Linked DNA regions of Danio rerio: region 1 is linked to region 2. Evidence: chromatin contacts called from public Hi-C data. All regions are on one chromosome and are shown on one strand. Each heading gives the region's core, a stretch centred on a gene start, on an enhancer-like site or on the middle of the called end of the contact. The rest is flanking DNA. Distances are from core to core; before and after follow the strand shown.

Region 1 (5,158 bases), core at 378-2,877, 280 kb before region 2:
CCACCCGAACCTATACAATATTATATTTGTGCATATACATTAGATTAGTCAGTACTGAAGCCAAATATGGAGCTTATCTAACAAAATAGCTGATGATAACAGTCCAAAAACTAGTACACCCACCCAAATTTATAGAAAAATATTAATAACAAATTTTTAAAAAGAGGAAAATCGAAGAGAAGCAAAACAAAAGAAGAATTTTGTCGAAATTTTGTAGGTTGTAATTTTTTTTTTTTTTGCAATATTTTACTTCAATTTAATTCTTTCAATTTCTAAACATGTTTGGTGACTAAATTATTATTTCAAAAAATATAAAATGTCTCTATTAAATCTGTCTTGTTTAAATGAACCAAAAAAGTATTATTTTTAAAGCAATTTTAACGCAGAGCACATTTCTGAACATAATAGTTTTAATAACTCATTTCTAATAACTGATTTATTTTATCTTTGCCATGAGGACTGTAAATAATATTTGACTAGATATTTTTCAAGACACTTCTATACAGATTAAAGTGACATTTAAAGGCTTAACTGGGTTAATTAGGATAACTAGGCTGGTTTGGGTAATTAGGCAAGTTATTGTATAACGATGGTTTGTTCTGTAGACTATCGAAAAAATATATAGCTTAAAGGAGCTAATCATTTTGAAATTGTTTTAAAAAAAGCTGAACTAAAGCAAATAAGCCTTTCTCCAGAAGACAAAATATTATCAGACATACTGTGAACATTTCCTTGCTCTGTTAAACATCATTTGGGTAAATCATTTAAATATTTAAAGGGGGCCTAATAACTTTGACTTTAACTGTATATATATATATATATATATATATATATATATATATATATATATATATATTTGTTATTTTTTATTAATTATATATTGTATTTGGATATATATATATATATATATATATATATATATATATATATATAGATAGATAGATAGATAGATAGATAGATAGATAGATAGATAGATAGATAGATAGATAGATAGATAGATAGATAGATAGATAGATAGATAAATTTTTTTATTGCCGTGATAATTAACTAAATATAAAACTGATTTTTATGCAATATAAATTATAAAATAATATATACAAAGATTTAAACGCTTTATTAAATTTATTAAATATTAGTATTTTAACATTCAAAATTTTTTAGTTTAAATATAAAATGCTCGCTTAATGTACGTTAAATGGGTGTGTGTGTATATATATATATACACACATATATATATAAATACATTTCTATACATATTTCAAACATATATTTATATAAATTATACATCATATTACATATTTCCATAACCAATCAATGCATTCTGTATATGCACAACAGACAATACGCCCAAGGCGCGTCTATTTAAATACATTTAAATTACAACACGCAATACGCATGTAACAGTTCAAGAGGTTTTTTTAGGAGAACAAAAATGGACGATGTTTAAATACTGCTGTTGCAATTCTCCTTTGTTTACATGCAAGTCCTCCTGCTCGGCGGAAGGAGGCTTTTTGGTTGTGCAGAGCCGTGTGTGTGTGTGTGTGTGTGTGTGTGTGTGTGTGTGTGTGTGTGATTCCTACCAGCTGTTTCCCGCCTTGAAAGACATCCGATCAGCTGCAAACACACACACACACACACACACACAGAGGCAGAAGGAGGGAGGGAAAGAGAGCGAGCGAGCGCCACACACATACACACACACACTACGAGGGAACCCCATCAGCTGGAAGAATAGAGTAACCTTACAACTCAACACTCATCTCACGCGCTCATGCCCAAAATCAGCAGGACGCGCGCGCCTCCGCTCCGTACATGAGAACGAGACCCAAAGTAACGCGTCTGTTTCTGAATCAACAACAAAAGTAGAAGAAGAAAAGAAGCCACAGAGGAGAGCCAGAGCTGGAGAGAAGAGGGGAAGCATGGAGTATTTCATGGTACCAGCTCAGAAGGTGCCCTCCTTGCAACATTTCAGGAAAACCGAGAAAGAAGTCATAGGGGGCTTGTGCAGGTACGTAAAAACCCCAAAAACATTGCCTTGACGTTCACATGTGTGCGATTTGTCTTTAATCGCGCGCCAACAGCAGCAGCAACAGCACTACTACTAGAGTAACATGCGTGCACGATTTCTGTGTTATTGTGTACATGCGCCTCTCCAATGCTTCAACACAGCGCCTAACCCACGCGAGACTCGATTTTCTAACTCCCATTCACCTCTTAGGGGTGTATAAAAGCCCACCAGGCTGTCAGGTCACTGTTAGCGATGAAATATCTCCGCGAAATCGATGCATTTTGTGTCTAACAAACACAAACCACGTGGTTGCGCGCACACACACACGGCACGCTGCTCACCTCGCGCGCGCGATTAATATTAAAAAACGCGGCCTGTTTTGATTTTGCTGGTGAATTGGTGGTCGTGTGTGCTTGTTTATAGACTAGGAGCGCGTTTGCGTTTTAGTTGGAGTGTGTTCTGGGGGGCTTAAGTTATTGTGGGCAGTGCGCGGCCATGCTTGTGGCTCGTGCATTTGGCGTCGTGTGTTTCTCCCCAGTGCGATAATGCATTAAAAGTCCCCGCGCGCGAGGATTTCTGAGTGAAAATGGGCGATAAGAGCGATTAACGCATTGGTGCTTGCGGCGGGACGGGGTTCAGACGGGTTTTGGACTGCGTCGCTGCTGCCGCATGGACGGAGGAAGCGCGCATTGTTGTAATGGCGGACCGAATCATCTGTGAACACGATGTTTTTTAATTTAGGCCGGCGAGGTGCTTCGTTAACTCGCTTCACGTGTCCATTTCGGCGCAGCGTGAGTGGGGATTTATGTTTTTAGAGGTTAGTAAATTAATAACTGGTGTTATTTTAATAAGGGGGTGTGTATGCTGGTGAAGGAAGGCCCCGTCAATGCGTCTGCGATCCATTCTCAGAAGGGGGCGGGGCAAGTGAGCCGATTAGCGCACGGCGTTTTGGGAAATGTAGTTCTTTTGTATTCCCGACCTCAGTTGGCATACAAATGATGCTTGTAGTTATACGAACAGCTGATGGTTGTTGTTTACACGCAATTTATCAATGTATATTGAAATACCCTAAGGTATAAAATAGTGCCTTAAGTTTGCAAATGTACTAGTCTGAAACACAAACTTAATAGCCTATGTTTGAACTTTTTTTGAGAAGTGTTGCTGTAGTTGTAATGTATATGTAATAAACTAGCGACAATTTTATTTATTTATTGGTGGTCAGTTTTGCAAACATAAAGAAAGACCTTTTCTGGTTGTTTTCAAGTAGGTATTAAATAGTGAAAATTTTGAGCCAAAACTTGCGCTTATAGCAGTTTGTTTATAATGTGATCAAAATGCAATTAATATGAGTGGAATATTTTAGAAATGTTGTGCTTTTTGCTAATATTATTTATTATTTTCGTTGAATTGTCTTAAAACTGAATTACGAACAGAATCACAAGCTTGTGTTGTGAAATAAACATACATAGTCACTTCTATTATTAGTATTAGTAATATTTTGTAATTTGATTGCATGCATTGCTACTGACAAATTTAAACCTTGTAGATTTATTAGTGCTGTTTAAAAGATTAATAAAACAGATCTGTGGGTACTGTGAATATCTTTGTCAATATAAATATATGCATGAATATAGAGTAAATTTGTTTTTTATTTTTATAGCTTTGGACTAGATTTATTTAAAGCTGCTATAACAATAAATCATTAGACACATTAGGCACACTCATTTAATCGTTAAAATATTATTTTGAAAACAGTAATAACGTACAATAATTAATAATAATAATAATAATAAAACGCTTCATTTGTATGCCAACTGAGGTCGGGAATAAAAAAAACTAACTATTCCTATAATGCCCAATGAATCATTTTTAAATATTATTATTTTAAAAATATTATTAATTATTTTCGATAATAAATAATAATAAATTGCATTAATTATTGCATTTGCAATTAATTTCAATTAAATGCCATTTTGAAATTGTATGCTAACTGAGTTCAGGAATAAAAAACAATTCCCATAATGCCCGTTTAATCATTTTAAAATAAAAGCATAATTATTTATTATTTTCCATAATTTAAAAAATATATAATTAAATGCATGAATTGTATGCTGGCCGGGAATATAAAAAAACTACAATTCCCATAATGCTCAAATAATTATTTTAAAATATCATTATTTTAAAAATATAATTATTATTAGTTTTAATATTTATAAATAGTCTGTTAACACTGAATTAGCAACAGAATTAAAGGCCTGTGATGTAAATTAATATTAATAATAATTAATATTATTTCATTTAATGTTTTTAGTAATTAATTGATCAATCAAAGCAAAAGCTTAAATTCATATATACGTCGTTCAATACCCCCTTTTAAATAGATTACAGCTGAATGACATTATGAGATGAGTAGTGCCAAGCAAACAGCACTTAAGCTTATAACTTATACAATATAATAATAAAAATAGTTTGGCCAATTTTATACACATTAAAATACCCAAATAAATCAAATACTAGCTCAATGGGATTTAATTTATACATTATATATGGAAAGAAAGGTACAAGCTTATTGTACAATATTAATAAAAATATATTATTATTTAATAATTATTCAATACAACAAATATTTTTTAAAGTGATGAAATAAATAATTTAATGCATGTGTTGGTTTATTGTAATGGCAGCTTTAAAGGTCCTGTAAAGTGCTATGAATGATGTGCTTTTTTATTCAATGTTTGACATAATCACAACTGAAACATGGAGAGAAGGTGGGACATCTTGTAGCTCCTCCCCTTTTACAAAAACAGCCTATAGCGTTTTGTTATCATCACAGCTCTGCCAGTGAGAGTGGTTGAGTTCTAGAGCATCAAATGAGAAGTGTCTTGGAGGCGGGGCATGTCACACTTAAGAGCATTTGATTGGTCAGAAAATTTAATGAGAAACTGAAGTATGAGGCGATGTGGATAAAACCGTTGATCCATTTAGGTGGAAGTGACAAACTGTGCTTATGGGCATCCTTGAATCTAGCATCTAAACAAGTTGTATTTTAATATCACGAGATCTTAAATCACAGGTCTCAAACACAATTCCTGGAGGGCCGCAGCTCTGCAGGTTTGCTCCAACCCTATCAAACACAGCTGATCCAAATAG
Region 2 (4,952 bases), core at 1,432-3,931:
ACATCTGCAGTACGTCTACTGGATGTCTAATTTTGGATGTTAAATAGATGTGAAGAAAATGTCTGTAAGATGTTTATGACTGGGAACGTTTGTTAAATAGACCTTTCAGTGACATCTGGAAGACTTATTTGTTACATCTGCATTACGTCTATTGGATGTCTAATTTTAGACGTTAAATAGATGTGTATGTCTTTAAGATGTTTATGATTAGGGTTGTTTGTTAAACAGACCCTATAATGACATTTATCAGATCTTTGTATGTACATCACAGAGACGTCTCTGTTGTGTGTGTTTATATCTGGAAGACGTATTTATTACATCTGCATTACGTCTATTGGATATCTATTTTTAGACGTTAGATGTGTAGAAAATGTCTTTAAGATGTTTATGATCAGGAATGTTTATTAAATAGGCATTTTAATGACATTTATCAGATCTTTGTACATACATCACAGAGACGTCTCTTTGTTGTGTGTTTACATCTGGAAGACATTATTTATTAAATCAACAACATGTCTATTAGATGTCTAATTTAGGATGTTAAATAGATGTATTGCAAATGTCTTTAAGATGATGATTGGGAATGATTGTTAAAAAACTTTCATTGGCATTTATCTGATCTTTGTACATACAGTTCATTACAGAGACATCTATTTGTTGTGTGCGTTTACGTCTGGAAGACGTATTTATTACATCTGTGGTATGTCTTCTGGATGTCTCCTCTTGGATGTTGAATAGATGAGTTGAAAATCTCTTTAAGATGTTTATGATTGTGATGTTTGTTAAATAGACATTTTAATGACATTTATCAGATCTTTGCACGTGCATAACAGAGACGTCTTTTTGTTGTGTGTGTTTACATCTGAAAGATTAATTACATCTGCATTATACATCTATTGGATGTCTATTTTAGACGTTAAATAGATGTGTTGAAAACATCTTTGAGATGTTTATGATTGCTAATGGTTGTTAAAGACCTTTCAATGACATCTATCTAATCTTTGTACTTACAGTACATCACATCACATCACATCACAGAGATGTCTATTTGTTGCGTGTTTACATCAGACATTATTTATTACATCTACATCATGTCTAATTTTAGATGTTAAATAGATGTGTTGAAAATGTCTTTAAGATGTTTATGATTGAGAATGTTTGTTAAATGGACCTTTTATAGCATTTATCAGATCTTTGTACATGCATCACAGAGACGTCTCTTTGTTTTGTGTGCTTACATCTGGAAGACATATTTAATACCTCCGTGTTACGTCTATTAGATGTCTCTTCTTAGATGTTAAATAGATGTGTATGTCTTTAAGATGTTTATAATTGAGAATGTTTGTTAAATAGACATTTTAATGGCATTTAACAGATCTTTGTACACAGCAGATGGTATCCAGACCAAACGATTATCTGCATTACGTCTATTAATACAATATAAGTTATTAATAATATTAATATAAGTATAATTTTAGTAGAAAATAGAAAATAGAAAATGTATTTAAGATGTTTATGATCGGGAATGTTGGCTAATTAGGCATTTCAATGACGTTTATCAGATATTTATACACAGCACATCTTTGTATGTACATCACAGAGATGTCTCTGTTGTGTGTTTACATATGGAAGACGTTTTTATTACATCTGTGTTACGTCTATTGGATGTCTCATCTTTGATGTAACATAGATGTGTATAAAATGTCTTTAAGTTGTTTATAATTAAGAATGTTTGCTGTAGACCTTATAATGACATTCATCAGATCTTTGTACACAGCACATCTTTATATGTACATTACAGAGACGTCTCTTTGTTGTGTGTTGTGTATTTATTGTATCTGTGTTACGTCTATTAGATGTCTCATTTTAGATGTTACATAGATGTGTTGAAAATGTCTTTAAGATGTTTATGATTGAGAATGTTTGTTAAATAGACATTTTAATGACATGTATCAGATGTTTGTCCAGACCAAACGATCTTCAAAATATGTCTTATAAATGTACGTGTGCTATCTGGGGTGTGTTTATTAATTCAAGAATGTATGATTATTCTTTTTATGATTTCTTGAAATGTACCCCCATTTACTCAATCTGTATTCATCTGTACAAAGTTTCTCTTGTTTGTACATATGCATTACTCTCTGTGTTGACATAATTTTTGTATTATTTATACAGATGCATGTGCCATACTGTTACATCAGAGCTAATGGATGAAAAGGGAAATACAGTGTTGAAGTCTGCCTTCTGTCTGTTGATTTGTAGTGAATCTACCTATCTTTTGGCTGTGTTCACATTAACAATATCTTGCACACACACACACACTTTCACACGAGTTTAATTTGGGGCTCAACTCTTCCTTTCCATGTGACTTTTGCATGCTGTTTTTTGACACATTTAAACTGCAGTTAGTACTGAATAATCCTTTTGATACAGTGCAAGAAACTTGTATTTTATTTTACTAACTACTTGTTAACCGTATGATGGCATTTAGTTGCAATTATACACTATTTCTCATAAGGTTGCATTTAATTTTGAATCTACGCCATTTGTATGTAAACCACCCCCTCTAGCGGCAGCTCTGGTTACAACCGCGTGACGTGCGGTTTGCGTAAGGGGCGTGGCTGCGCAGCCCCTCCCCCTCCAGTCTGGCTGGAAAAGAAAAAAAAACTTTTTGTATCGAAGGAATCAACAGCCGCCATCTTGCGCGAATGAGCGTCAGGATTTCGGGAGAGCATTATATTATTTTTTACGCAGCCGGCTCCAACGGAACCGACCCAAATAGCTTCCCTGCGACGGAAACGACAAGCTTCGGGCCAGATCGAGGATCTTTGTGGCGAAAATCAGCGTAATGGAGCCGTTTTTGTGGTCGGCTGGAAAACCCCCGTATATCTGATTTCCCCCTTCAGCGCGAGCGGCGCTCCTGTGCCACTCGCCTATATTCAAAAATAAATATTTCCTCCCGATTTTCATTTATCTTTCTGGACTTCGATGATTATTCGATTCGGGATGGACATGGAGCTTGAAGGTCTTTATTTATATTCGCAGAAAATCGCCTTTTTGAAGAGACCCACGCGAACCACTTGAAGGACCCAGGATTGCTGTTTTTTCGCCCTCGTCGTTTATTTTTCGGTTTTAACGATGATATAATTTATTTTCGCGGGGTTTGGGGTGATCATTAAGGTTAATTATGCGGGTTTTGGGTGTTGGATTATCATGGGGTGAATGGCGGTGGCGGAGCGGGGCGCTGTTGAGTCGCGTTTGAGCCCCATCTGTTAATTATTGGCCCCTGATCGCTGAATAATAATAGAAAAACCCGAGGCTTGATTTGATTTATTTCGCTTTGTCCCCCCTCCCGGGCTCTTGGAAGACGCATTTATTGCTTTGACGTGTTTTTTTGTGAAGCGAGAGAGCACGATGGCTGATAATCTACTGGATATGGGTCCCTCCGCCGCAAAGCGGCCCAAACTGAACTCACCTGCCCTATCCTCCTCCGACACTCCAGGTAAGATGCTCACCTGTCACATCATCACATCTGTCAAATATGAAGCACATCAGAAAGCTCGATCAGATCTAGGCGAACCGCTTCGCTCATGTAGACCAGGTCACCTGTCCCAGAAAGCATTTACTCCAACTTCAAATGGAGCAGGTAAACCATTCACGTGGTCAGTAAGAGACAGCTCAGGCTAGGCTCATATACCTGTCCCACCAGACACCTTCCAGATCATGACCAGGTAAGTCCCTTCACATTATCACCACAGGGCTGATCAGATCCTTCATAAACCTCACCTGTTCTTCAGAAACTCACAGGTCCTGTTAGTCATTTAGCATATCGTGTTTTATTTTATCACCAGCGCTTATTAATATTATTTTTACGCCTAATGTTTCTGATATCTCCAATGCAGAACCGATTTACTACAATGACCACGATCAATAGACGATTAACAAACGTTGACTGAAATGTTTGTGACCTAAAGAGTCTCATTTTCTCCTTTACGTCCTGATGAAACTTTTATAATGTTAAACTTTCACATTTCACTGTAAAATGAACAACTGTTACATCTGCGTGAAGTAAACACTGTATTATTTCATGTTGTGCAGTTGAATATTGTGTTTTCGTTTTATTTAGATGCCAATAAAATGGTGGCATTTATCAGCAAACGATGATAAAAACCGATTAAGATAAAAAATGTAAACATCGGTAAAAAGATCGCATATTTATCTAACTAGGGTTAATTTTCTGATATAATAAGGATGAACTGGTTTTGTATTTTTCTAAATGTATACATGGGTAATTATTATATCATGGTATAAATATAAGCCACCAATATTTATTTATATTGCTCTTTAGTAATGATTTGTGACCTAAATGGTCAAAGTAATCTGGTACGTTACAATTTATATCATTACTATTATTTATGTTTGTATCTTTTAAAGTGTGTATTGTTTGATTTTTATTTAGAGGCTTGACAATTTATATCAGTAATAACAATTAATATCAGTAAAATACTGCAAACGATCTTTGATTGCACTGTAGCTTTTTCCTGTCAGGCGGAGCCGGGTTTAACCGAGACACTTAAATGTCCCGTAATAATCCTCTGGAACTGGGCGCAAGTTAGATTTTCAGCTCTAAACCTGGTCTTACTGTCCAGCAGAAACAGCCTTGTTCATTTCAGCATGACTGCAGTTCCAGGCCTTTATTTACCATGTGAGTTCACAACCAAGAAATTGTGCATATATAAATGTATGCACAAGTAATGTGTGACCCGAATATCGAATTATATACATAAAGTGTATTTTTTAGACATGTAATAGTGAATTTTATGTCTTAAAATTTACTTCATTTGCCTGATGGTGACTTCTGAAGCTGTTCTGCTGCTGAATGTGCAGGAGCTCCTGTGGAATGTAATGACACAGATTCAGATATTTATCATGATATGCTCTCTTGAGTGACG

The links. A called contact is a pair of places that touch in the nucleus more often than the background predicts.
Region 1: a contact with region 2 is called in a Hi-C map of an unstated tissue, with 4 times the contacts expected there. The contact joins the promoter of tfap4 here to the promoter of crebbpb in region 2. A contact is called at or near these places in 1 of 18 Hi-C or Micro-C datasets (an unstated tissue) and 1 of 4 datasets of contacts at active chromatin or transcription factors (embryo).

Annotation. Positions count from the first base shown.
Region 1 is chr3:10,388,582-10,393,739 of GRCz12tu, reverse strand. tfap4 (transcription factor AP-4 (activating enhancer binding protein 4)) reads left to right here and starts at 1,627. Exons shown (of 7, transcript XM_005168469.6): 1 at 1,627-2,008. The coding sequence starts at 1,920.
Region 2 is chr3:10,112,719-10,117,670 of GRCz12tu, reverse strand. crebbpb (CREB binding protein b) reads left to right here and starts at 2,681. Exons shown (of 31, transcript NM_001365186.1): 1 at 2,681-3,502. The coding sequence starts at 3,415.